Linked DNA regions of Mus musculus: all the other regions are linked to region 2. A link is a contact called in public Hi-C, HiChIP or PLAC-seq and promoter capture Hi-C data. All regions are on one chromosome and are shown on one strand. Each heading gives the region's core, a stretch centred on a gene start, on an enhancer-like site or on the middle of the called end of the contact. The rest is flanking DNA. Distances are from core to core; before and after follow the strand shown. Region 1 holds the start of Asb4 (ankyrin repeat and SOCS box-containing 4). Region 2 overlaps Gm38761 (a long non-coding RNA gene). Region 3 holds the start of Pdk4 (pyruvate dehydrogenase kinase, isoenzyme 4). Region 4 holds the start of Pon2 (paraoxonase 2). Region 5 has its middle 14 kb from the start of Gm34470. Region 6 holds the start of Pon3 (paraoxonase 3).

Region 1 (4,297 bases), core at 1,417-3,916, 730 kb before region 2:
ACTTTCCTTATTCAGTGTCAGGAGAGCAGCCTTTCCATGTACTTAAAAAAAAAAAAAAAATCAAAGAGTAGCATGTAGCCTTTCAACAATCCCCAAAGTCTCCTTTTACTCAACAACAGCAACAACAACAGCAACAACAACAACAACAACAACAACAACAACAACAAGAATAAAGTCTCAGAGACAGTAATCCAGCCACACATGTTCTTCAAGGCCACACAGGGGCTGCTCCATCTCTTAGACAAACTCCAGAAGGGACTGAGTAACTAATTAGCTACCCAGTTGTAGAGCGCTCTGTCCCACACTGTTCTGAGAATTTCTTTGTGAGGTAAGACATTGATATCACCACTTAGATCTACTTTACAGGGCCGAGGCGAGGGTTCTATTCACTGCTTCCATTCCTACCTTAAAAAAAAAGCTGGCATTAATCCTGGAGGTGGGCACCTAGGAAAAAGTTTCAAGTAACTTTTGAGAAAGTGGGATTTCTACCCCAGACTCACAGCTACATATTCATGGTAAATGGAGAGAAAAGTTATTTCTATAGATATTATGTACACACACGCACACTGATCTCCTGGACAGCCCTGAAAATACAAATGCAAACCCTGATATTTCCAGATGAACACCTACATAAGACTTTTTTTTCTTTTGGAGACAGTTTAAATCTCTGCCTCTAACTGAAAGCCACACCTCATAGCCTGAATGCTAGTAAAACAATCATCGGCATAAATAAAAAGTTAGTTCCACGGGGGCCACAGGAATTAGCTTATTTTGACAAGAAGAATTTAAAACACAGTTTCTTCACATTTGGGGATTATGATACCCAAGAGATAACAGAAAAAAACAGCCTGCTCTCCAGGAGCCCAAACTTCTAAGTTCCCTGTCTCAGAACTTCCGAGCCTGTCTGCAGGGTTTACCTGCCTGAGAGATAAGAAAAGGTGGTCTTTGCTGCTCGCTATCAAATACATTAGCTACTGGCTTGAATCTGAGCCCTGTTGTATATGGCACACATAGAAGTTTCTTTAAAATAAACTTAGTATCCAGATTGAACCACGAAACAAAGTTATAAGTTCCAAGAAACCTAATTATATAGCATATAATTTGTTCTTCAACAGAATCTTTTCAACTTTGTAGAAAAAAAATAGAACTCTTAATTTTTCAGACAAAACAGCAATGACAGTTTATCATAAAACACAAATCAAAGAGCAAGCCCAGCAACTGACCTCAACTCATCTCTACTTATTTCAGAAATGACAGAGAATTAGGTAGAGAGAAATCCTACTTGTGTTTGTATCTGCAACTTGGTGACACTAACGATTTTGTATGAATAAAAAACAGATTTATATTTGAACATAAATAGGTCTCCCTTCACCCGACTCCCAAGACTTTCCCACATATTTTCTCTAGGCAGCAGTGAAGGTAAATAGAGTCTTTCTTTGCAGTATGCTCGCCAAACGGTCTAACTATTGAAGTTTTCCCATTATCTAGTTGATTTGAGAAATCAGAATGAGTGTGTTAATCTTGTTCTGATTTATTAAAGAGGAGTTCCAGGGGAGGGGGAGACTTAAAGAATTTTGTTATAATTTTTGATTTCCTATTTTTTTTTTTTTGGACAAAGCAGAGATTCTGAATTTTAATTTTTCAATTTTTTTCTCTACTATTGCAGCCAAGCAGAAAAGAAAAATAAAAGTTAACTTTGTGGTGTTTAGAGTTCAGCTTTTGTTCCTGCACTGAAACCCATTAAACCGATGCAGACCATCGAAGTGCCCCTGGCGCATCTTTCGCCATTCATTAACTCTCTAAATGGAAAAGAAGGTCCCCTTTCTCATTCACAGGGACACGGAGGTGATATATCTGTAAGTGGTTGTTAGGAAAGAATCAGCAGCCTGACCGAGAACCACACTGTCACACAGAGATCTCAGCGTCTTTAAGCAGAGCCTAGAGGCTTTTCTTTATTCTGTACCAACACAGTCACAAGGGAAGTCCCCCACACACCGTGCATGACAAATACAACCTCCCAGGGTCCCAAATTCCAGGCGCAAGAATGGCAAAGAGCAATAAATAGAAATACATAGACAAAAATCTGTATGGATCTATGAAAATCACCCCCAAATGCGCTCTGATTTTTAAAAGGGAAGGGAAGATTTTTAAAAATAAGAAATACTGTCTAAACAAACACTTAAACAATAAGAACGACTGCTTTAAAGACAAAAGCTGACCTACTGACCTAAAAATCCATTTTGTATCAATTTCACAATTACACCTCTCCAATTCTTTTACCTTGTTTGTAAGATGCCAAAATCATGTTCTCATCTTCAACTTCAAACACTGTGTCCACATCTATTTGCCTCTCGATTAAAATAGCCTTCAGTTTTCCGAAGTCATTTGTTTTTAGAGCCTCCAGGAAATCTTTCTTAACTAATTTGGCAGCTCCAGCTTTGCTGATAGGGGCAGTGATGCCGTCCATCCTCGGAGCCCTGTGGAAGCGGAGCAATGATTTATCAGGAGAGCAGCACCCAGCACACAGGCAAGGCTGGAGAGTCCACAAACTGCCGGCTAATTTTATCCCAAAGTTATGCTGACCCGTTCTATTTATATAGGGATCATTTCAAACTTCAAAATATCCTCCCAGACTCTCCCTGAGTTCTCAGGTCCTTTAAACTGGAGATACGTAAGCGGGTCCCTTCCGCTCTACGTGGAGTCGATAAGCAGGAAGGCTTCTGTGACACATTTCCGAGCATGAAATGTCACAATTATTTCTTACAAGACCAAAGTGAAAGTGTAAGATTTACAAAGCTCTTAATTCTCTTTATGTTTTCTCCTCAACAAAAAACATCTGGCGCCTGGCTGGAGCCGCAGTATCTTAGTCTGACTAACTAATAGCCCCAAATGAGAATTTGTTTCTGTTGTTGATACACGTGCTACTGAAAACCTTTAATGATTTTGTGAAATGAGCCTGTAAAATCGAGCCTAATTATGCACATCTAAAAACAAACAGAAGGTTTGTCAGTAACCTACACTTAAAAATTTTTCAATATTATGAGAAAAGCAGGGCGGGGTAGTGAGATGATGGGGGGGGGTCATTTTAGGGGAAAAAAAGAACCTGAAGAAACAAGAAAATCAATGCAACAAGTGAGTGGACTTTATTGAACCCTGCATTTTATTTCTCAAGTCAGTTAAAAAAAAAAGCCATGTTTGAACAAATTACAAAAACAAATACAAGCTGGATCTTACTTTCTACTATGAGCTTATTGATTTGAAAATGTGAGTCAGGTATTTGGGTTCTGTAAAAGAATCCTGTTTGTCCTCAATTAAAGCAATGCCTAATCAATTAGCACACTGTCTCACACATCCTCTGTCTGTTTACATAGTGCTTGTGTGTGTGTGTGTGTGTGTGTGTGTGTGTGTGTGTGTGTGTGTGTGTTTGCTAGGGATCAAACCCAGGGACTCACACAGCTTGTGTTTTATTACTGAGCTAACTCCATCCAAGGTCTTTAACACTTTTGTTTTAAAACAGTTCAGACATGTAAATAGGACAGAGAGCAAGGGACAAGAGGCACAGAGACAGAGAGAACACAGGGAACAAATGTGGCCCAAAGTTAAGCAGCTGGTTACTGTCATGGGCAATATGCAGTTACCTGCTAGTTTTTATTATTAAAATTTCTCCCTGTTAGTTTTTCAACAGAAAAAGTTAGAGACAAAACTGAAGACTTAATTTTACTTATTAGTGTCTTTAATGTCAGAAAATTATCAAGTGCTAACTAGTATACAAATTAGCTGCAATTTACATATCATGGATAGGTTCAGAAAAATGATATAAAAAAATCCCTGCAGTACTTGCAGTGTGAATTTTTTAAATTTTTCAATAACAAATATGTCTATAAACGCAACTGCGAATCAGCATACCCTTTCACTTGATGTACTGATGTGGAACGTAAATATACAAAACTGGCCAGTCCTGAGCACAGAACTTACCAAATCATAACAATTTTCACATTCAACACCCAGACCCAACAGAGTAGTTGTAAGCCCACCAGAACCCCCTCACACACTCTTAGACGGGAGAGTCAATCTGCCAACACCCACTACCATGACTTCCAACACTGAGGGTCAGTTCTACATACTTTTTAAAAGAACTTTTATTTGAAATTTTAATAGTTTACTCATTTAAATTTTAGATACATACTTCAAAATGATGGCTCCAGCAAGGGTGAGATGATCAAGAGACACGGAAACGAAGAGACAGGGACCTTCTGTCTGCTCAGCCCTGGCTCTAGACCCCAGGACACTGTTAAGA
Region 2 (4,425 bases), core at 750-3,249:
AGAAGGCTGCTGTCTCTGATACTGGCACGAGGACCTCACAGACGGGGTCTGCTGACATCTCCATCTAGGTCTTCCCAGACTTCAGGAGTGAGAGGAATAAATTTCTAGCTTCTTGGCCACTCTTCTGTTAGCCTTTTTGTTAAGGCAGCCTCATAGACTGAGAGGGCAAGCAATCGCACCAAATTGTTCACCTGGAGAGAAACATGAATGCCTTTTAAACTTGTGACAGAGTCTGCAGTGACACTGCAGTATTAAGGGAGAGCTACGGTGTTGGGAGAGACTAGAGTGTTGCTATGGGAGGTGTACAGCCCCAAGGGCGCCAAGGAGGGCAGGCTCCCTGAATAACATTAAGAGTGCATGTTCCCCACAACTCAGTAATTCCACATCTGATGATGTCTCTCATACAGGCACTCTTATAAGTGCGAAATGACATATAAGCAAGGCTATTTGTGCTGTGGCACTTTTAATATGATTTGAATGGAGTTAACAGTATCAGTACTTAAAGATTATGGTGGCATGTTACCATGCCAACGACTTAGAGCCACACTATGTGATGGTTAAAAAAGAAGAAGATACAGAGGGCCACAGTGATAATAAAGTATCTGTCATTTGTGAGGATTTGAGTTCAATCTTGAGTTGGATAGTGACACATGAAGGGGACAGTCGCAGGCTGAGCTCTAGATGACTGGCCAGCTGCTCTAACCTGGCCAGTTCCAGGCACAGAGAGATCTCATCTCAGAAAACCAAAGTGGATGGCACCGGAAAGTTGTCCTTCCACAGACACACACACACACACACACACACACACACACACACACACACACACACACATACACTCACACTCACTCACACACACACACACACACTCACACTCACTCACACACACACACACTCACTCACACTCTCTCTCTCACACACACACTCACTCACACACTCTCTCTCTCACACACACACACACACACACACACACACACACACACTCACACTCACTCTCACACATATTCTCTGTCTTTCTTGCTCACTTTCTCTCCCCCCCCCCCCCCTACAATGGAAAGGTAGTATCTTAATAGAGAAAGACACTAAGGAATATTTTTAGGTGAGAAAAAGCTCAAAACTCTGGTATGTTTTATGTTAGGAGGGGAAAAAAATAGCAATTTTCTTTGCCATCTTTGAAACAAATTTTCAAGAACACAAGAAGCTAAGAGACAGGATTCCTTGTAGTTGGGTGGTAGAAAGCACAAGAACTGGGCAAACCAGGAAAACCTGAAACTTTGTGCTACTTCTCCTTAGGACGTTTTACATTTTGAACTACCAAAATCTATTTCCATATAACAATAAATACATAACCAAACATTTTGTCCTTGGAAGAAGTTAGTGACCGGTGCTGGTAACTACACAGCCAAGTGTCTTGATCTTGGGAGAGAGGTTAGTGGCAGGTGGTGGCTCCCGCATACCTTCCCATCTCAGCAGACTTTCTGTCTCCTCTGGCTTTTAAAGATAACCAGAACCCTGGAGGCTCCGCGAGGAATGCCGACCCTCTGGAACCTTCTTTCTGATCTCACCGAGTGATAGACCGATCTCTCCACTGATTTTTTTTTTATTTTTTTATTTTAATGGCTAGATTCTTCCTGTAAATGAAGCATGCACTCCCGCTTCGTGGCGGGATCACTGCGATTTAAGTTTCTGTCTCCTAAAATGTCCGCTCTTACTCACAGTCCTGCTCGGATTAGAACTGTGGAAAACTATGGAACCCCGGGCCTGGCACGGAAGACTCAAGGCCGTAGAAAAGAATTAAAAACTAGACGATTACAACACAGAAGAGAAAAATAATTCACAATGACTAAGTAAGACTCAAAAGCAAGCTATCAGCACATCCGTGAAAGTGCAAAACTCCGGCCAGTGTCAGCCATATCGCTTTTGGCTCACTGACTTAGCAAATGTAGGCGTGAGCTGCTAGAGGGACACAGGGTGACAGAAAGCTTTTGTCTGCACGCTAAAACCCTCACCAGAACGGCCATCTTTCTTGCACACCGTGATTGCACACCGTGATTGAGCTGCGGGAAGCACTAAGGGCTGGTAGTTTTTACAGGAAGACCTTAGAATTTGCTCTCAGTCACGGACAGTCGGGGCTCTGGACATTCATACCTACATTGGCGGGGTCCCAGACAACACAGACAGTGTCACAGAAAGCCCACAGTAGCACATTTCAAAAGGAAAAAAAAAAAGTGACGTAAACACAAAGTGTCAGTAGGCTACTGAGAACGACTAGCTTTGCTGTGATCCGAGTTCTTTCTGAGTTAGCTAGTTATGAAATGAAAACCAATGCGCTGAAATGAACTGTTCTATGCTGCCGTACACACTAGAAAGCAGCAGCCACAAGTTAGACAACACCTTGATTAAAATAATTTTAAAATCCTTATATAAGGATATTAAAAGTAAGCACATTAAACTTTTTTTCTACTTTGCTTTTTAATTTTGTTTTTTTTTTTTTTTTGACTAAGAGAAATTATGATTGTGTGAATTTTATTTTCTTTTGTTTGTATGACTAAGCCATTCTTTCTGCATCGGAGATTAAAATTAAATTATATTTTGTCTCCCTCCATTCTTTGCTTATTAAAATACTGTGTTCTCTGTATTATTAATTTTCACATACATATGACTATCCCTGTTTTTTTTTTCTGTTTTTTGCATGGAGCATGAGAATTTAATTGTAAATTCTGGTTTATCATTATTATTAACTATAAATGATCCCTTAATTTTTTATTTTTGTTTTCAGGCTTTAGTAACTTGTATGTTAGCTCCAGAGATCTTTAAGTACTCAGCCAAGGTAGGTTATTGCGATTGTCCTGGAAGTGTTGCTCTGAGATGCCGGCTATAAATGCACTATATAGGATGGCAGTGGACAGATAACCCCCACTTTAAACCTTGGGAACAGCCTTGGTGTTATTAGAAGTTCTGTCTGTCTGTGACTACTGATCCCAGCCACGGCCAGGCATGACAAAGGTATTAACTGACCATACACCTTTTCAATACTTGGCATCTCTGATGGACAGTCTTAGTTCTAGGGTCCCCACCACCCTCACTATGATTTCTTGACACTGTTGTGACACATCTTCTTAAGGATCCTGGCACACACACTGTTCTGTGTGTAAATGTCACAGCCTGCAAAGGGGCTTTGTCTGTGGACCCCTGCTATGTCATTTCTCCCTTCTTTTTCACAAGTATTTCCCATAGCCGATCTTTTAGACATCTAATTCCTTTTGCTTTCTGGGTACACAGCAGGCAGCTAGAGAAGTTTGAGAAGATAGATGGTAAAAATGAAGTTACGTTAGGAGGCCAGAGTATTCTGTTCAATTGTCAATGAAGAGCCATTATTAAGTAGAACATGGATCATGGCTACTCAGCATAAGATGCTAATATAATTGCCAAAGCTTTCCCGGAGGTTGATTTGATCAAATGTCCTAGAGGAGGAAAGAGCTTTTACAAGTGTGATAATTGGGACTTTTGAAAGTTTCAAGAAGAATAAGGACAGTGAAGAGAGTTCTGTAGACGATGTAGAGGAATTCTGGGCAGTTAACAGCCATAGACTAGGTTTTAAAGCTGCAGTGTCTATTTGGGAACTTCCAGAGAGGACCTCATATCCTGAGATGCAAAAGCAACACAGCTGAGAAGTAATTTCAGGATTTAGTGACCTGAATGTTAGCTCCAGAGGTCTTTAAGTACTCAGATCGGGAACCCACTGAATGTAAAAATATCTTGTCTTTTCCTCATACAGTTCTATGGACATTAAACACGCATGCCGTTGCTTCAGTGAAAGAAAGAAATAACCAGGCATTTGAAGAAAATTTGACATTGATACCTAGAGACCCAAAGTATCACGACAGCTGTGGAGGTGGAGGTGGGCCACCCAGGGATGAAATAAATAAGGTTCTGGCTAGAATGAGTTTATCAGTTTCAGGGATCCACTCAAAGCCTATCCTGTGAGTAGTAGCCGTAGAATTTACCTGGATTCTGGGTTACCCTCAGTTGGATCCTTTGCCCATGTGGCAAGAACTATCATAGAGATAAGTGTGAATGGAAGACAGTCTATAGACCTTTTCACTGGCTATGATGGTAAGTTACACACAATTCTTATACTTGGGGTAATGGCAGATAAGACTTTAGCCATCTTCCAGTGCTCCAAAATGTGGTTTTGTGTTATCTTCATTTGTCATGTTTCCACATTATTAAAGATAATATCCAATCAACTTGGTTAATGGAAGAGAGATTTGTTCTGGCTCACAGCTGTAGAGTCCAAGAACAGCTGGATCCATCCTCCAATGTTTCACTTCACCCTGGCTTTAACACTGAAAGTTTCCATGACCTCCTAATAATTCTGTTAAATTATGAATTTATCTTTAATTAGGTCAGAGATCCTGTGATCCA
Region 3 (4,428 bases), core at 504-3,003, 840 kb before region 2:
CAGCCAGCGGTGCTGTCTAAGCTCCTTTAGCTTCAGTGCTGGAGCCACAGTGCTATGAATTGCATTTACTTTGCCCACTTTTCTTCCTCTTTTCTCTCAAGAGTCAGTTGCTGATGTCTGGTCATCCACCTCTGGGTTATTTCTCGGTGTCTTTAAGAACCTGCACCAGATGCTCATTACCAGAAAACCGTGACTGTTGAAGGTCTCCATTGGATTTTTTCCCCCATAGGTCTGAGCAAAATGCTTGGACACAATGGCAGGCATAAATGCTAGAACTTATATGTGACCACTAGACAGAGGTGGTGGGATGGACAGAAAGCCAACGTGTTATTTCTAAGCAAGTCACACAAGTGGACACAACATTAGGCAGACCCCCAGTATTGGTGGTAGGTTTAAGAGGAGGAACTTTGATGCTAGACCTGTGCCTGCACAAGTCCACTAAACAGCAGAGCACTGGAATCTGGGGCAGAGTTTGAACTAGAGGCAGAAATCAGACATCAGTCCTGTGACTGGGTGAGCTCTCATGGGGGAAAATGCAAAGAGTGCACCCACCGTCATCTATGACTTTCATAACACCCCAGTCTCCTCATATGCAAGGGTCGAAGGCTAAGGGTGCCTTGGATAACAAACTGCCCTTGCAGTTTATTACTATTAGTAGTTCCCATTACATTGCATTTGCAACCAAGTCGTTACAGCGTCCCTAAACACTGGCTTCATTCTACAGTCCATTTAGAGTGAACGGGAGGACGAGAGAGGTTAGGATGAGAGTGTTATGACCCGCTAGCATGTTTCAACAGCAGTCATTAGGGAGGTCAATATTGGGCAGTAACAAAGTAGGGTAGGATGCACTGAGCCTCTGGGAAATGAAAGAGCCCAAATAACTAAAATATGCTACTGGTGCCTGCTAGTGACAAAGGCTGCTTTTTGGAAGGAGGGCAGCCGCAATGAAGAAAGAGCTTTTGGAGCAGACTGGGGAGTGGAGGGCGGTCAAGAGCAAACTAGAAGGCCTTAGAGAAAGAGGGGAATGACAGGGAAGGGGGACTACAGGGCCAGCCAAACCCTCAGCAAATCGCTCTTTAGTTTGCATTTAATTAACAGGTAGAAAGTGTTACAGGAGAGAAGTGAACTGGGATTTTCCACCACATTAATAATAAGCCTATTTAGGCAGTTTCTAAACTTGAGCTGTTCGCTAAGAAGAAAGTGGATAAAACTGTAGGGTGGTCCTTGCTTTCGAGGTCCAATGGCAAAGAAGCCCATACTTTAGTAAGCAGATGATTGGCTACTGTAAAAGTCCCGCTCTGAGCGAACACCAATGCACGCTCCGCGGTGAGATTCTTGGAAACAGTTTCTGGCTAGGAATGCGTGACATTGAGATGGCTCTGGAGTTGTAAACAAGGACAAGTCTGGGCGGGCCTGAAGTCCTAGCGACCTGGGATCTATCCCAAGGGGGCCCACGTCATCCCGGATGCCTGCTGTGGCTGCTCCCCCTATCCCACCCCAACCCTCCTCCCTCTCACCCTTTGCCCCTTGCAGGCCATGGAAACCGTGTCGGGATCACTGTGCCAGGCCTTTCTAGTGACCGCGGCCAAAGGGAGGAGCCCAAAGTTCTTTCTCTGAGCTGATTGGTGTGGCCCCAAGTTCAGAGTCCCAGAGCCTCCTCCTGGCTGGAGTTGTGGAGAGGGCGTGGAGGTAGATAAAAGGCAAGACATCGGGTGGTGGGAAGACCCAAGTGTCAACCCTTCACCCAGGCTCGAGCACCCGGGACCCTGGGACCACAACGCACTTGCTCCCTCTCGACCGCGCTCCTGACCCGCAGCCCTCGCCAACCCTACGGATCCTAACCACCGCCAGCCTAGGTGGGCGTCAGGATGAAGGCAGCCCGCTTCGTGATGCGCAGCGCCAGCTCGCTGAGCAGCGCCAGCCTGGTCCCCAGGGAGGTCGAGCTGTTCTCCCGCTACAGCCCGTCCCCGCTGTCCATGAAGCAGCTGCTGGACTTTGGTGAGAGGCGGGCGACGCAGGGCCCAGGAGGGTGGCGCTGAGGCTGGGGAGGCCCCAGGATGGGAAGGGCTGAGTTCAGGGCTAGGACGACTGAGGTCTCTTTGACCGAAGAACTCGGGATTCTCAAAAGGCTGTGCACCTGTTTTCCTAGTTTGGTTACTTTCTGACAGTTTGTACCAGAAAGGCTAAGTCACTTGTAACCATACTGATGCTCAACTTCGAATCTACTTTTCTCTTCTCACTGTCTAGATCATTTGAGTGTGTATATATATATATATATATATATATATATATATATATATATATATATATATATATCCTTTCAGCCACCATTTTAATAATGGACTAGAAGCTAAACTAACTCCTTTCTTCCCAATTTCCTAATAACACAAACTTACCTTAGATTGATAGATACAGATTTAAACTCATACTCCCCGCCTCCACACACACCCCGCTGATCTCTTGGCATGCCTAGCAGGCATCTTTACTATTTCTCCTTTATTGTTTTACAAGTATTTACATTACTACTACTACTACAAAAAAAAAAAAAAAAAGACAGTTACTCCTTTTCTTCCGCGGTGGCATATGGAACATTTCAAGATGTCAATGTGGTATTGTTTGTTGCTAGTCTGGAAAGGCCTCTGTCTCCTTCTACCCAGACCCTTTCAGGTTCATACTCATTAAGGGTGTGTTATTGAGTTTGTGGTACAGGCCCTGGACTCACGCATAGAAATAACTGGAGAGTGGTCTGATTTCTCCACCGTGGGCTTATTTTTTTCTTTTCATAAAGAAAATAAACAGTATTTCACCTATATTGGTCACTCTTAAAAAGTGAAAAGGGGGTGAAATTGGACAGAAAGAAAAAGGCACTAAAGATCTAGCTTTAAAGTGTCTATAAGCACTAAGCTAACTGTAGTTAAGATATTATTTTACAACATCCTTTGTATTTGCTATTTAGTCTCAAATTTTCCCCCAAACTGAACACGCTTCACCCACTACAGGTTCAGAAAATGCCTGTGAAAGAACGTCCTTTGCTTTTCTGCGGCAAGAGCTGCCCGTCCGCCTGGCCAATATCCTGAAGGAGATTGACATCCTGCCTGACCGCTTAGTGAACACTCCTTCGGTGCAGCTGGTGAAGAGCTGGTGAGGACACACGGTTTTGAAGTCTCTGGCTTTAAAAGTTACCTGAGCACCACTTCTTAGACCATATTAACAGCGTGCTTGGATAACAGGCGGTCTTAAGAGAAAATAGTTTTGAAAGTTGTAAGTAAGTTTGTATTAACTTAGGGCAGGTTATCATTAGGATTGTTATAAATCTACAAATAGATGTTTGTTAATATCCTAAAAAAGAAAAAAATCGTTCCCCTTCACTTTGGAGGTGTGTGGCTTCTGTTTTTGCTTTTCTTTTCCTTTTCCTTTTCCTTTTCCTTTGTTCCTTGTTGTTATTTGGCTCTTAAGACCGGCTCTGGTGAATCACAGGCTTCCTGGAACTCCTAGGATGACCTTGACATCCTTTCTACTTATCTTCACCTCTTAGTTCCTGGGATTATAACCATGTACTACCATACCCAACTTCCATTACAATATAATTTGGATGTATGGGATAAGTTTGAAGAATAATTGGCATAATGGATTTTTTTTAATTTTTGTCCTTTACATAACAAAGGATGGAATCTGAAATTGTACAAACAATCCTTTGCCTAGAAATTGATGTAGATGTCTGCTGTTCGGAGAGGGTCTACGTTTTGTTCCTTATCAGCAACTAGCAAAGTGATCCTTGGGTTCAAATTCTGCCTTGGCATCTCCCTTAGCATCTTAGCAAGTGCCTGAACCCCTCCCTGCCCGCCTATTGTTACAAGAGATGCTGCGTATAATTAAAGGGAGTAATTTATTTCTTAGACAGACAAAGCAAGCACGTGGCCAACATTCAACCTCGGTTACTTTGACTGTTTTCTTTAAACTAAGAGATGCCTAGCAAGCAGATGTTTGGAGGGCAGATCCATGCTATAAACTGTAGTAGAAAAAGAGTCCTACTCTAGTCCATTGACTGACTGACTGTGCAGCATACCAGTGATTGGAAGAAATATGGTATGCCAAAAGAATTATTCCAATCTGAAATATTACGTGCAGGCTGTGGTACCCATTGCAACTGTCAAGACTTTAGCTCTCCTGCAAGACGTACAGTCAGGAAAAAGAAAACAGAATGATTTAGGTTTTTCTTCTCTTTTTTATTTATTCTTTAATCTTTTTTTTTTTTTTACAGTCCAGACTTTATCCTCCTCCCAGTCCACCCTCTGACTGTTCCACATCCCACACGTCCTCCCCCAATCTCCAAAAGGATGTCCGTACCCACCCCACCCCACCCCACCAGATCTCCCCACTCCCTGGGGCCCCAAGTGTCTTGAGAGTTAGGTGCATCTTCTCTGACTG
Region 4 (4,379 bases), core at 381-2,880, 640 kb before region 2:
AGTACATCTTCTGGGACTTTGAAAGAGCAATTGTTCAGCTGTCTATCAGACAGTGGATACATCCCAGAGTCCCTTAGGGCTGGTCACAGATGTGTGGAACAGGAAGATCTCTTTCTTTTCCCTTTGGTGAGGGGCCAGGTACAAACCGGCATCTGCTTTTCCTTAATGGTTGGTTACAAAACAGAAACCTGGCCTGATGTGCCAGCATCTGCTGGTAATCCTCACGAGGGCAAGGCAAGAGAGCCTCAAATCTGAGGTCACCTCGAGCTGCAATAACAAAACACTGTCAGAAAAGGATGGTCCCCGGGAACTGACTGTGTAGCTTCTGCAAACATTGCAGGTGGGAATTAAGCACTGGGAACAATTAGGAACTGATTTCAAGTTATACCCAGTAGCTGTCGCAATCTCAACGAGTGCCCTCCCTCTTTATATTTTTATAAGTGTATATCAATAAGTATTAAAATGAAAAGGGAGAAAGAAGAGAAAATTGATTAGTACTCCAGTGAGTCCCGAGTTTGTGGTGTTTTAGTCTAAAATCTTTTTTTTTTTTTTTGGTTTTTTTTTTTTCGAGACAGGGTTTCTTTGTGTAGCCCTGGCTGTTCTGGAACTCACTCTGTAGACCAAGCTGGCCTCAAACTCAGAAATCCACCCGCCTCTGCCTCCCAAGTGCAGGGATTAAAGGTGTGCGTCACCACACCTGGCTATAAATCTTAATATAAAAGGATGTAATTCCAACTCTAACTTCTTATATAAGACCTGTCCAGAACCACTTTTTTCCCATCTAAAAGAAGAAAAAAAAGGAAAGGAATATTTAAAATGTCTGAACGAGAGAGATGTCTCAGCACTAAGAACACTGGCTGTATTTCCTGGTGTAGTGGGCACCCTTTTCTGACCTATGTGGATACCAGGCATGAATGTGGTGCATATACTTACATGCAAGCAAAACAACCATGCATATGAAATAAAGAACTAAGGCAAAACATATTACTCTAGGCAGGGCCTTGAGTGGCCCAAGAACTTGGCATATGGAGGTAGACAGATCAGAAGTTCCCTACCAGCCTGGACCACATGAGACCTTATGTTCAAAACAATAAGAACATTTAAAAGTACAATTTTAATAGATTTCATATATATATATAATATACTTTCTGTGTTGTTTAATAATTACTATCTAAATATATTTTATATTTAAATATAGAAATGTTATACACACGTATGTGTAATAACAAAACTAGTGTATGACTGTAGATATGGCTCAGTACTAGCCTAATATGAACAAAGTCCTGAGTTTGTTTCCTAGCTTCTCAAAGCCAAAATTATACACAACAGAGGGGGAAAGTATCCTCAAACACCAGGCCAAAACAGCAAAAAGCAAGCCCAAACTTAACTAAATTAAGGGAACTCCGCAGAGGCCACCCTAAAGTTTTCAGGGAGCTGAGCAGGTGCAGCTGCGCGAGGATCGGAGGCTTGGCGGGGTGTTTGTGAAAGGAATCAAGTTCAGTTGGGTTCCCACGCGGGCATGTGCGGATGTGCTCCGAGGACGAGGCGCCGGGCGGAGCCTGGGCTGCAGAGCCGGCGCTCGGGGCGGGGATCGGGCGCGGCTCCGCGCTCGGGGCGGGGAGCTGGCCCAGCGTCCGGAGCTGCTCGGTCAGGCCCGAGCCAGACGGCGGGCCGGTCCCGCACCATGGGCCGGATGGTGGCTCTGAGTTTGCTGGGCATCGGGCTGGCGCTGCTGGGCGAGCGGTTCCTAGCGCTCAGGTAGGTGCTGCCGAGGGTCCCGGGTCGGGAGTCCCTAGGCTGGGACCGCCGAGCTGATTGGGGCGCTCGCGCGGCGGGTGGGAGGGGGTGAGAGGGGGGGAGGTAACTGGAGAGAGAGCTTGTTTAGTTCGGGGGGGGGGGGGGACCGGATGGAAGGAAGAACTTCGGATAGCTACCGGTGCTCCGTTTAACCGACCCAGTCCACTTCCACCAAGACCTAGACACTTTGGGAAAAAGTTTTCCAGCGCTTGCTGGTGCCGAGGTTCCTCTGCCTAGGCTGACAAGAGAGAGCTTTGCAAATTCCCCAAGGGCAAACCCAGTGCTTTAATTTGAAAACAAAACCATTACTCATGCGTGGACGCTCTAATTATACAGCTTCATTTTAGGTCACTGGTGCTGTTCTGCTCAGCCGGAACCCATCCCTCCCCAGCATTAATAGTTGGTGAAACTTCAGGGTTTCCGTCTTGGCGCTGGAGATCAAAGACGCTTGAGAGAGACAGCTACTGTTCTTACATCATTTCCTTATTTATTGACCAGAGTCCCAGAAGCAGAGCGAGCGATTGTTTGTTCTGGGTAGACATCATACTTTCAAGTTACCAATTCAAACTTTATAAACTTCTTGCAAAAGTGTTCCGGAACAGTAGTACTCAGCTCCTTATAGGGTTAAAGAGAAAAGACAGTCTTCTGTAGGCGTTCTGGGAGGCAACGTAGACTCAGATGAGGAAGGCGGGCAAGTCTGAAGGGTGTGCTTCACACTGGGCCTCTCTCTAATAGGCAAAAGGGAAGCGCCGGCACTCATTGGTTGTTTAGCAGCAAACTGCTATGAGTCTTGCATTGTACAAATAAGCCCGAAGGGCACAGCAACGGGGCCTGGATATTGGGATCTCCCGGAGTCTTGACGTCCAAGTAGCACCATGTGAAACATTCTAATTCAGTTGGTTCTGATAGGGCATCGGCCTTGGGTTTTGGGTGCTTTTCTAAATTTTAAATGAATTCTTGGTTTTGAGACGAAGTCTCACTGTGTATCCTCTGTTTTGAAGCTCAGTCTGGTCTCAAAACTCAGGATTCTTTGGTCTCCTGACTTCTGCTATTATAGGCACACGCCAGCATGACAGTCAGATTTCCTTCTCTTCTCTTCTCTTCTCTTCTCTTCTCTTCTCTTCTCTTCTCTTCTCTTCTCTTCTCTCCTCTCCTCTCCTCTCCTCTCCTCTCCTCCCCTCTCCTCCCCTCTCCTCTTCTTTCTTCCTTTTATCTTTTTTTTTTTTATTTTTAACGTTTATATCTTTGCTAATAATGTGCAGTGTAGCTCAGGGACAGAGCACTTGCCCAGAATGCACGAAGCTTGGGATTCTAGCCCCAGCACCACACTACAAAATCACAACACGAAGCACACCCCTCTCTTAGCAATCCTCTTGTACAGTATGCATTAAGCATTGAGAGATGCTGGACTAGGCATGGGGAAAGCACTTTGGGAATGATAAAGGAGACCCAGACTGCATCCCCAAGAATGAGAGTCAAATCAAAGTATAGCACATCTTGCAAGGCAATTCCAGTGTCCCATAGCTGCAGCTTCACTTAGAAGAAGGCCCTGTGAGAAGTGGACATGGTGGGAGCACTGCAACAGGGAGAAAGTCAGCCTTATGCCTGTGCCAGGGAATGGCAATGTGGCTTCATTGTCATGGCACGGAAATGCTTCTGCTCCTGTAGACTCTCCACACATTGGATGGGTCGGGCTAGCCTTTGTTTTTAATCGATAAATAATAAACACACATACTTATGGGCTAAGGTGTTATATATAACGAGATCTGCAGTGATTACCACAGCAGTCACCGTAAGCACTTGCTTTTTCTTTGAGATGAGAATGTTAAGCATTCTTTCTTCCTGGTTTGAAGCATACACTACTATTAGCTCACGTCACTGCACTGCCTGTCTTCTAATCAGACCATTCTGCCCTTTGGCCAGTCTCGCTGCCGCCAATGGCTCGGCCTTATCCTTGAGTAACTACTGTTCTTATTTTTTTTTCATTAGATATTTTCTTTATTTACATTTCAAATGTTATCCCCTTTCCTGGTTTCCCCTCCAAAACTCCTTATCTCCTCCCCTGCTCCCCAACCCACCCACTCCTAGTTCCTGGCCCTGGCATTCCTCTACACTGGGGCATAGAACCTTCACAGGACCAAGGGACTCTCTTCCCATTGATGACCAACTAGGCCATCCTCTGCTACATATGCAGCTAGAGTCATGAGTTCCACCATGTGTACTCTTTGGTTGGTGGTTTAGTGCCAGGGAGCTCTGGAGATACTGGTTAGTTCATATTGTTGTTCCTCCTATGGGGCAACTACTTTTATATTCAACTTCTATTCATATCTGTGAATTTTCCCATTTTTTCATTCTTGCTTCCTTCACTTCTTCCTTCCCTCCCCTCTCCTCTCCTCTCCTCTCCTCTCCTCCCCTCCCCTCCCCTCCCCTCCCCTCCCCTCCCCTCCCCTCCCCTCCCCTTCCCTTCCCTTCCCTTCCCTTCCCTTCCCTCTCTCCTTCATTCTTTCCTTCCTTCCTGGCTCTTTAAGACAGGGTCTCTCTTTGTCTATCCCAGACTGGCATCTGTGTCATGAAAATCTTCT
Region 5 (4,431 bases), core at 1,240-3,739, 920 kb before region 2:
TTATGAGAGCATGGATGCTGCTGTTTTCTTTGGCTGCTACTTTACAGTAGGAGGAGAAAGCTGGTCCTCACCACAGCATCATGCAGTACGCTCAGCATCACACAGCTCCTAGTGGACAGAAGCACAGGCAAAGGCAGCCTGGAGCTCCTGTTCTCCTCAGAAGGGCAGCCATGAGCCAGGTATCCATGCACGTTGATTCAGCATGAGCATGGTCTACATGCCTGTAAAACACCAGGAGCTCAAATTTCTGCCATTGTTTGCTGACTCTTGAATGCTTTCCTCTCTAATATTTTTAATTTGTACTTTTTTTCTGAAACATATGTAATTCATGTAAAGGTTGCTTCCTGCTCCAATCCATAAGTTTTGATATAATAATCTTTTTGTTGGCCCACATAATGCATAGCAACACATTTAAAATGTTCTGAACAGGGTGATTACCTTTTGGTTTAGTTTTTTTTTTAAATTTCATTCTCTCATAATTTGAAAATATCTGCATAAAGTGGACTCTAGAACCAGAAGTGCTCATTTACACTGCTTTGGGAACCATTATGTGTCCAAGTTTGTTAAATATTCTGCATATGTGTGAAAGCAAATAGCATTTATACTCTTTGTGATTTCTCTAGAATTCCCTTGGGATTCTGAATTATTAAATCAGATCAAACTTGTTAATTTTTCTGCAGCATGTGATGAATATTTATAAATATTTGATGTTTGTGTTCTTATTTCTGAATTAATATCTGATGGTAATGAATTTTTCTACATTTGTGTGTGTGTAATGTATATACATGTTTGTATGTGAGTATAGAAATTCATGTGCGCACGTGCACGTGTGTGTGTGTGTGTGTGTGTATGTGTATGCGTGCTCATGGAGGCCATAGGCCACTGTTGGTGTCTTCTTTATTGACTCTTCACTTTGTTTTTGGAGAGAGGGTCTCACCAAACCTAAAGCTTGCAGTTTTGTCAAGATGGAACAAAGCACCTCTCTCCCCAAATGCCAAGGTTATAGATGTGTGCCATTGCACCCAGCTTTTTGTGGGTGCTGGGGATCTGAACTTGGTTTCCCTGACATCTCATCAAGCTCTCTTTAAATATTTTGTTCCTTGTTGCTATATACTGTACATTTTTACTCCTATGCTCATGCATTTTGAATTTTACTTACAATTTAAAATTATCAATTATATTATATTGTAGCCACATTAACTCTCTGTAGTTTAACATTTTCATGAGAGAATTTTCCTCTCTCTCTGTCCTATGTCTTAGTTTTAGTGTAACTCTTTTTTTCTTTTGTTTATGTACATGGGTATTTTGCCTGGATGCATGCATGTGTACCATGTGTGTGCAGTGCCCTCTGAGGGAGAAGAGAGCATCTGATTCCTTGGAATTGGAGGAACAGGCAGTTGTGAGCTGCCATGTAATTGCTGGGAATTGAACCTTGGTCCTATGGAAGAGTAGCCCGTGCTCCTATCTGCTGAGCTGTCTCTCCAGCCCTTTTGGGGAACTCTTACGGTAGAAGGATTGATATTTCTAAGGGTCTATCAATGTTTTTAATGTAATAATCCCTACAATTCAGACACAATTTCAGATCTCATCTTTCTTTCTTCCTTTCTTTCTTTCTTTCTTTCTTTCTTTCTTTCTTTCTTTCTTTCTTTCTTTCTTTCTTTCTTTTTTTTTTTTTTTTTTGGTTTTTCGAGACAGGGTTTCTCTCTTTAGCCCTGGCTGTCCTGGAACTCACTTTGTAGACCAGGCTGGCCTCGAACTCAGAAAACCACCTGCCTCTGCCTCCCGAGTGCTGGGATTAAAGGCATGCACCACCACGCCCGGCTTGATCTCATCTTTCAAGTAATCTCTTTTGTTGTTGTTTTGTTTTGTTTCATCGGGGTCCCACTATGTAGCCCAGGCTGCCCTCAAACACAGTACTCTTCCTTCCTCAGCTCTCCAAGCTCAGGGATGTAAGCATTCAACTGCCTTTCTAATTATTCTTTAAAAAATGAAACTGATGGTGTTACCATCCGTGATGATTTCGATGTGACATTGTCCTGAAAACAATATATATCTTTACATGATGGCGCTATTTACCACTTCCATGGCCCTTCCTGAGAGAGCATGTTTTAAAAGTCATTATTCATTTCTTGGTCTACCATTTTAGTGAAAGTGAAATCTGACCAGACAATCAGCTTAATCTGGAGAATAATTTCACATCTTCTTGTCCAGGGCCTACTCAGGTTGCAGTGTCAAAGATGGCTTAAGCCTCAGAAATGTATAATCTGAGGCTGGAAAGCTAAGGGAAGGCCTCCAGTCCTGGGAAGCCTGCGTTCCTGATTTGTTGATGGCTGCCCTCATTTGTTATGAAGGAAGTTCTAGCCAGCCCAATGGTGTCTCTTCTTGTTAGGGCACTAACCCCACCCTGAGGGTTCCATCCTCAACACCTCTACAGCATGTAGCTTGGAACGATCCCAGCACTCTATTCATGTCCTGTCTCATCTACCTGTCAGTGCTGACATCCAGTCTTCTAGTTCAGTAAGGACAAGGTGTGTAGCCTCCCACAAGCCTGAAGCAGGCTGAGCCAGAATTTGACCTTGCTGCCACTAGGGAGATTACCTAGGGTGGAGCCTTCCTCCCTAGATCATTCTATTGTTCAGCCACTGTTGCTGTTCCTCTTCAAGATACTGCTACCTGCTGAGAGGCCCCCTGGAGCTATTCCGGAGACTAAGCCCTATTCTGCACATCATCACCTGCAGCTGGTTCCAGGCTCCAAGGATGAATTGGCGGGAATGGACTTTCCCCCCTCCTTTATAAAGCGTGTCCGCCATTAAACTTTTGAACCTTGAGCATACTAGTTGTCTTGGTTCCATTATTTCTCAACCCGCCTAGGCTCCCTCTTTTCTTTCAGTTCCAAGATGCCTTCCAGGCTCGAACCCAGACATGAGAGCCGCAGGCCGGCCCCAACAAAGGTGCTCATTTGTACCTCAGATCCTCTAACAGCATCAACTTCTGCCTTGGGTATTCCAGCCTTGTGTTCTCACTATTGTACTGGAACCTAGGGGTTTCATGTGTTTCCTTGACCTAAGACAAAGCCTTATCCATGACATACAGAGTTCCCCCACATGGCCAATATTACTCTTCCCTCAGAGCAGGGACCTCTTCAAACCAGGTTTCACCACTGACTTGTGTGAGCTGAACAAATTTAAATCGAGTTAGAATGGGAGAAAGTAGAGATGCATAAAAATATCAATTCATCGCATACAGTCATTCTGAGAAGGAGCAATTAGAGACAGCAATGTGCTGCAAATTAGAAACGCTCAATATAGCAAAAGCAAACAGAGGTTCTCTAATAGTGGGTTTTAATTATCATAAATTGATATAATTTATTTTTGTCTAAGGATATTAAAGTATATTATAACTACATTATAATTCCTCAAAGAGGCCATGAATACTTCTAACCCAGCAACCACAGAACAGTAAAAGGCCATTTGGGATTTAATTGTAAACTAAGTATTATTGACTCCCCTTTTAGAGATTACAAGTGCACACCCTAGAATGTTTAAGCAGAGCCTTCTCAGGAAGTGTGTTAAGTAGTAAGAATGGTCAACTTCAATACTGCATTATCCAGGAACCCCAGCTCAGAAGTAAGAGGAAAAAGTTGCATAGATAAGCAGCCTTGATTGTAGGCAAGTTGTACCCTGGGGGTTGAGAGAGCAGAAGTCTCTTCTGTTGTCTTGCTATGCTCCACTGTCATTGGTTGGTTGGTTGGTTCTCCAGAAATGAAAACAAAAGGCGGGGGAGGGGTCAGTTCAAAAGGTTATTTGCTGTCAAGTATGAGTTCAAAGCTAGCATACTTAGTGCCCAGAGAAGACATTTTGAGGAGAGTTGGAGAGGGTCTAATTGGTTAAGAGGTACAAGGAAAAATCTTTAATATCCTATGGCACAGTAGGTAGGGTAAATCAGTTGACAATTAGTTGAATGTTTTCAGTATCTTCAATACAAAGAAATAATTATCAAAAGTGAAGGATATTCCACCTATCCCAATCTGCTCTTTTCACACCATATAACATATTAAAACATTGTACTGTACTGCTCAAAATTGATAATTATCACTTGCGATTTTTTTTTAAAGTACATTAAATTTTCCTTTAAAGAAAGAACTGTTTAAATGCTTTGCAGTCTGGCATTACCTGCTAACATTTTATGTTGCCAAGAAAAAAAAAATCCCACTAATTAAAAATAACTTTTTACCCGTTTGTCCCACATACAAAGTAGTGAAGAACACTAAACCATTCACCACCTGGAACAGGGCTTTTGTGTCTTTGGTTTTCTCTTTTCTCTTAGGTCAAGGACTCATGAGGAGTGAATTGTGGTTGCAAGTGATCCCTGACATTCTCATGTAGTGAATTCCATCTGATTTCAGAACGTCTAGCAACCCGATTTGCAGTA
Region 6 (4,594 bases), core at 719-3,218, 600 kb before region 2:
TGGTAGTGCAGGCTTTTGCCGCAGTGGAGGCGGGACAATCTCCTCAGATTCGGTTTGCCGCTCTAAAGAAATAATGCTGCGTTATGCCATGGGTTGCGAGGCTAAGCACTGCACAGAGGATAGCTTGCTGTTGGCTTCCTGTGGAAGGCATGTCTGATTGCATGAAGGTTCAGTGTCCTAGTTCCCTTCCCCCAGGAAAAACGACACAGGAGCTGGCCAAGACCTCTCTGGGTGATGAGCCCAAGGGATGGTTTTGTGTAGGGCCCCTATGCTTGCACACTGGGGATCAGACCTCTACCTTCACCCAAGAGGCTTGCTTGCAGCAATCAAAATCGGGCCATAGATTAATCAGCATCCTGGCCTTCTGATGCACCTGCTGCATGCAAACAGGACAATCTCCCCAAGTGTGACTTGGCATGATAGAGAAGTAGTCAGTGACGGATAAGACTCCCTGGGCATGTCACCAACCTAAGACAGGGATCAAACCAATGCTGTTTGTCTCCCAAGGACGGGTAAGGGGCATTGCTGCAGGGGGCAATCTAAGACAGACATTCTCTCTGCCAAACAAGAAAAAAGGGGGAAATGTGAGGAGTGGGTGTGGCAGCAGTCCCAAGAAGGCGCCAGGGACTGCAGCTAAGTCTTATGTCTTGCACCTGACTTCCTCATACATCTGAAAATAAGCCACAACCATCATGAGAGCTGCGCAGGTGCACCAGGATACTGGCGAATCCATTTTGGTGGAGACATGCCCCTGCTGCCCTGATTAGCTGAAGCTGCGTGCCTGGTGAGGTGACGTGGCCTGCTGTGAGTGGATGAGGGCTGAGAGTATATAAGAGTGAGAGGCCTGGGTCAGAGAAGGAAAAAAGATGAGAGAGAAAGTTGAAGTGAGAGAGATGAAGACGGAAGTTTGCTGAATAAACTGTTGTTAGAAGGACTGGTGGTCGTGTTGTTCTTGCTGGTCAAGAGCGGACGCTACACCTTAGTCCTATAAAATCTACCTATTTCAAAAAAAAGCTCTCTTTTTAAACTGAATTCTGCTGCTGCTACCTCCTATTAGTAACTAAAAAGAGATGATCCTTGAAGGTGCGATGTTCCCTAAACTCAAGTGTCTGGCCATCTTCAGTCTCTCCAACAGTATTGTTTATCTGAAAGGAAAGTTTGCTCTTCATTGGAAAGACCTGAAATTCACAGAAGAGTAAGACTCTCCCATAAAAACGATATATTGTTGTTGATGTTATTATCATTATTATTATTAATATTATTACATTCTGCTCATCTTCCAGATTGCCAGACAGATGGACTTGTCTACCACCATGAAGGCACCAGGAAGTTCTGAGCCAAAGTTCAGAGCTCTGGTTCCTCGAGAAGGATGAGCCAAAGGGCTCGTCTTTCAGGATTTTCTTCTTCAGGGTGTATATGGAGCAATTTCTCCTCTTACATGCAGCCTGCCAGAACTCTGAAGCTTTAGTCTATGAACTCTGGCTTCCCAGGCAGCTCTCTCACATCACTCCACTGGAGAAGCTGAGGTTAATTGAGTTCTGTGACTTTAAGAAACAAATTTTCCACACCGTGAGGATTCCAGCTTGTGAGTTCAAACCTGAATGGTCCAGAGTTTAGCTGACCTTAGCCTAGGCAGAAATATGTTCTTGGACCGCTTGCCTGGAGAGCCAGCCTTAGAATCTGCACATTAAAGTGGCCTTGAACCATCGCTAATAAAGGTGGACTTGAATCAGAAGAACAAAAATCCCCTTGAAACTCAAGTAGACAAGTGGCTTTGAGCCCTCCATGTGGAGGTGGCTTTGAGCCTTGGCGCAGGAGAGAGCAAAACTCCCAAGACTGCTAGAAAGGATCAGCACAACTGCCAGGAGGTGCAGGCAGGCGGGGCACAAGGGACTGATCAGTGGGCGGGACCCTGAGTCCGCGCCCCAGAGCGGCACCAGTCTTCCTGCTTTTTGCCTAAGGCACCCAGACACCATGGGGAAGCTTGTGGCGCTGACCTTGCTGGGAGCCTGTCTGGCCTTAATAGGGGAAAGGCTGCTGAATTTTAGGTGAGTGGGCATCTCCATGGAGATGGCTTCAGCTCTTTCCTTTCTAGTCCACATCAGGGAACTCCTGCTTCCAACTTCCTAGCGTTTCCTTCCGGAAAGGAGCAGTTTTGGAACCTCAGTTCTTAGTGACCTTCTCCTTGAGACTCGTTCACTAGCAAAGGGGACAGCTGCGTGCCTTTCTAGGCTGCCAGGGTAGGAAAGCCCACGTTTGATTTCTGAAGGTTGGGTACCTTTTCCAGGTCTTCTGCTACATTGCCTTTGTGAAAGACCAAGTCATTTGGAAGTGTTGGACTTGGGGGAGGGGATCAGACTAGCAGCTGGGTGTTTATAGCTGACTCAGACACTGAAAGTGCGGGCCGTTCCAGAACCCATGCCACATTGGAAGATGAGCCAGGAAACAGGGAAGAGAGCTGAACCCCGCGGACAGGAACTGACTTGAAGGGTAGTTGACTTTTTGAAGTAGAAGATCCGGCAGGGAAACCCTCCCGGAATTACTGTCTCAAGCAAACTCAGTTTGATCTGAAAGATTTTTTTTTTTAAAGGTGGGTTCTTCTCCTCCCTCCCCTTATTGCTACTTGGGGCTAAGGCCTCTGCTTGTCATCTAGTTGTTTTTATTCTTTCTCTGAGGAGTGACTAGTCTCAGAGGTTCGCTGCTGCAATCTGTTCAGACACTGATGTCTGTTGGCAACGCTTTCTAGTCCAGCTTGAGAGGGCTCGTTGTCCCGCCTGCTCCCCAAACAACAAATGGCAGAATCTTCAAATAGTAAATTTAAGAGTGGTACAGCTAGGAAGACTAACACTTGCCTCCCCACCCTCACCCCCAAGTGTTAAAACCATACCTCTAAAGGATAATTTTTATAAATGATCAAAAGATAAATCTACCTTCAGTCTTCTTGAATACAGTTCAATTAATATTTTAATTTCTACCTAGTATTTAGAAGTCTATTTCAGTGCAAGGTAAGAGCGCTGTGCTGAAAAGCACTTTGGCTAACTAATGCCTTTAGTAGTGTCAGGTCCATAAGGTACCTTTGCTAAGATAAGTCAGCATAAGCTTAGTTGAAATGAGGAAGTTAGAGCTAAAGTTATCAGTTCAGCTCCTTGGAGACCTCAGAGAAATTTGGAATTTTTTTCTCCCTACTGGAGGAAGGAGGTCCAAAGAAAACAAGAAAATATGAAATGGGTAAGTACAGATTCATATTAGGTAATAGTTAAGAATATGATGTAATGCTGTTTGTTTGTTTTTTGTAATGCTGTTTTGTTCCTTTAAATGAAGAATAGTGTTCGGTTCTGCCTAGCATTAAGTGGGGTCTTATATTTCGTATAGAATTCTACTTTATTCTTTCAGCAATAACTGTGAAGTTAGCTTCTGTAGGCACAGTGGTTACGTGAGACATATTATGTAACTATAAACCAGAGGCGTTGTTACGGCCTCCATGAAAGGCAGTGCCATAATTGTCACATCAGGAAAGTGACTGAAAGACCTCCCTGCCTGTTCCAGGTGTCTACTTGGGATGAGTGCTTTGACCTCCATGTTGCTTTCTTCCTGTTGATTTTTATCTTCTACAGAGAACGAGTTAGTACAACTCGAGAAATAAAGGCCACAGAACCACAAAACTGCCACCTGATTGAGGGCCTCGGTAAGTACAGGGCAGGACCAAGAAGAGGGAGCAGAATTTCTTGGTCATCATTTCCCTGAGTCTACTAAATTATTTTATTCTCTATTACTTCTTGGTGTGGCTTCCGCACAAACAGGATTCTTTTTCAGAATACCCCGATGTATAGTCTCAACAGAGCATCCACAGACCAGCGTCTAGATGGCTTTTCTCAGTATGTCTCCTTAAGGGCATTTCTCCATCATGTGATGAATTTCAGTTACTATTTCTTCTTTGCCAACTCCCTCTCCCTCTTTCCCCTCTCCCTCTCTCCCCTCTCCTCCCCCACCCTCCCCTTTCCCCCTCTCCCCTCTTCCCTGTCCACACTCTCCTCTCCCCCTTCCCCTCTCCCTGTTTCCTCTCCCCCTCCCCCTCTCCCTGTATCTTCTCCCCCTCCCTCTTTCCCCCTCTCCTCTCTCTACCCACCCCTCTCTACCCTCCCTTCTTCCTCTCCCTCCTCCTCTCTTTATCTCTCCCCTCTTCCTCTCTCCCCCTCCTCTTTCTCTCTCCCCTCTTTATCTCTCCCCTCTTTCCCCCCTCTCCCCCATCTTCCCCTCTTCCCTTCTTCCCCTCTTCCCCTCTTCTCCTCTTCCCCTCTTCCCCTCTCTCCTCTCCACCCTCCCCTCTCCCCTCTTCTTGGCAATGTTGGATTCAAGTATCCTCTCCATCATTTTCTGGTAGGCACTTCTTCAGACTTTCAACCTACCTAGCTGTCTCTCAAAACTACTAATCTCAACTCTGCAGTCAGACCTCCAGCCTCACCAACTGGAGGTCCCCTCTCCCGGTCCACGAGGCCAGTTTTGATTATTTAGATTCAGGCTTAACTGGAGTGGACCTCACACCCCTGACACTCCTTCTCTGGTTCCTCCGCCCTCAGCTTGGCCCACCATCCTC

The links. Promoter capture Hi-C pulls out the DNA fragments that hold promoters and counts their contacts. A called contact is a pair of places that touch in the nucleus more often than the background predicts. HiChIP or PLAC-seq counts read pairs in DNA pulled down with a chosen protein or histone mark.
Region 1: an H3K27ac HiChIP or PLAC-seq map of embryonic stem cells shows a contact between it and region 2, with 7 times the contacts expected there. The contact joins the promoter of Asb4 here to the enhancer-like site in region 2. A contact is called at or near these places in 29 of 39 promoter capture datasets (the 3T3-L1 cell line, 3T3-L1-derived adipocytes, the C10 cell line and 16 more), 5 of 15 datasets of contacts at CTCF or cohesin (the NIH/3T3 cell line, embryonic stem cells and stem cell-derived epiblast-like cells), 72 of 484 Hi-C or Micro-C datasets (the G1E-ER4 cell line, cerebral cortex, cortical neurons and 15 more), 23 of 115 datasets of contacts at active chromatin or transcription factors (bone marrow-derived macrophages, cardiomyocytes, craniofacial prominence and 9 more) and 3 of 9 other capture datasets (embryonic stem cells, liver and macrophages).
Region 3: a contact with region 2 is called in an H3K4me3 HiChIP or PLAC-seq map of embryonic stem cells, with 9 times the contacts expected there. The contact joins the promoter of Pdk4 here to the enhancer-like site in region 2. A contact is called at or near these places in 8 of 39 promoter capture datasets (cranial neural crest, embryonic stem cells, hippocampal neurons and 2 more), 2 of 484 Hi-C or Micro-C datasets (both in embryonic stem cells) and 4 of 115 datasets of contacts at active chromatin or transcription factors (cardiomyocytes and embryonic stem cells).
Region 4: an H3K27ac HiChIP or PLAC-seq map of embryonic stem cells shows a contact between it and region 2, with 8 times the contacts expected there. The contact joins the promoter of Pon2 here to the enhancer-like site in region 2. A contact is called at or near these places in 4 of 39 promoter capture datasets (embryonic stem cells, hippocampal neurons, liver and 1 more), 3 of 484 Hi-C or Micro-C datasets (all in embryonic stem cells), 6 of 115 datasets of contacts at active chromatin or transcription factors (astrocytes, embryonic stem cells and stem cell-derived neural progenitor cells) and 2 of 9 other capture datasets (adipose tissue and embryonic stem cells).
Region 5: a contact with region 2 is called in a Hi-C map of differentiating embryonic stem cells, with 4 times the contacts expected there. The contact joins two enhancer-like sites. A contact is called at or near these places in 1 of 39 promoter capture datasets (embryonic stem cells), 2 of 15 datasets of contacts at CTCF or cohesin (embryonic stem cells and stem cell-derived epiblast-like cells), 10 of 484 Hi-C or Micro-C datasets (differentiating embryonic stem cells and embryonic stem cells), 3 of 115 datasets of contacts at active chromatin or transcription factors (all in embryonic stem cells) and 1 of 9 other capture datasets (embryonic stem cells).
Region 6: a contact with region 2 is called in a promoter capture Hi-C map of embryonic stem cells, with 3 times the contacts expected there. The contact joins the promoter of Pon3 here to the enhancer-like site in region 2. A contact is called at or near these places in 12 of 39 promoter capture datasets (the HPC-7 cell line, cranial neural crest, embryonic stem cells and 5 more), 2 of 484 Hi-C or Micro-C datasets (both in embryonic stem cells), 4 of 115 datasets of contacts at active chromatin or transcription factors (embryonic stem cells and stem cell-derived neural progenitor cells) and 3 of 9 other capture datasets (adipose tissue, embryonic stem cells and liver).

The regions. Positions count from the first base shown.
Region 1 is chr6:5,388,779-5,393,075 of GRCm38.p6, reverse strand. It overlaps Asb4 (ankyrin repeat and SOCS box-containing 4), which reads right to left and starts at 2,666. Exons shown (of 5, transcript NM_001355662.1): 1 at 2,281-2,666. The coding sequence starts at 2,467.
Region 2 is chr6:4,656,630-4,661,054 of GRCm38.p6, reverse strand. It overlaps Gm38761 (a long non-coding RNA gene), which reads right to left. Exons shown (of 2, transcript XR_868766.2): 2 at 1-191. Among named protein-coding and RNA genes, the nearest start is that of Gm38761, 4.3 kb to the right of the region's middle. Within about 2 kb of position 1,999, at least 5 of the 459 cell types and tissues checked have an H3K27ac peak or open chromatin away from gene starts, as enhancers often do. A contact at or near this core is called in differentiating embryonic stem cells, embryonic stem cells, extraembryonic ectoderm and 1 more, where this site is marked.
Region 3 is chr6:5,493,603-5,498,030 of GRCm38.p6, reverse strand. It overlaps Pdk4 (pyruvate dehydrogenase kinase, isoenzyme 4), which reads left to right and starts at 1,753. Exons shown (of 11, transcript NM_013743.2): 1 at 1,753-1,998; 2 at 3,000-3,141. The coding sequence starts at 1,869.
Region 4 is chr6:5,295,591-5,299,969 of GRCm38.p6, reverse strand. Pon2 (paraoxonase 2) reads left to right here and starts at 1,630. Exons shown (of 9, transcript NM_183308.3): 1 at 1,630-1,758. The coding sequence starts at 1,685.
Region 5 is chr6:5,575,224-5,579,654 of GRCm38.p6, reverse strand. No RefSeq gene overlaps it. Among named protein-coding and RNA genes, the nearest start is that of Gm34470, 14 kb to the right of the region's middle. Within about 2 kb of position 2,489, at least 5 of the 459 cell types and tissues checked have an H3K27ac peak or open chromatin away from gene starts, as enhancers often do. A contact at or near this core is called in differentiating embryonic stem cells and embryonic stem cells, where this site is marked.
Region 6 is chr6:5,253,607-5,258,200 of GRCm38.p6, reverse strand. Pon3 (paraoxonase 3) reads left to right here and starts at 1,968. Exons shown (of 9, transcript NM_173006.2): 1 at 1,968-2,048; 2 at 3,615-3,685. The coding sequence starts at 1,975.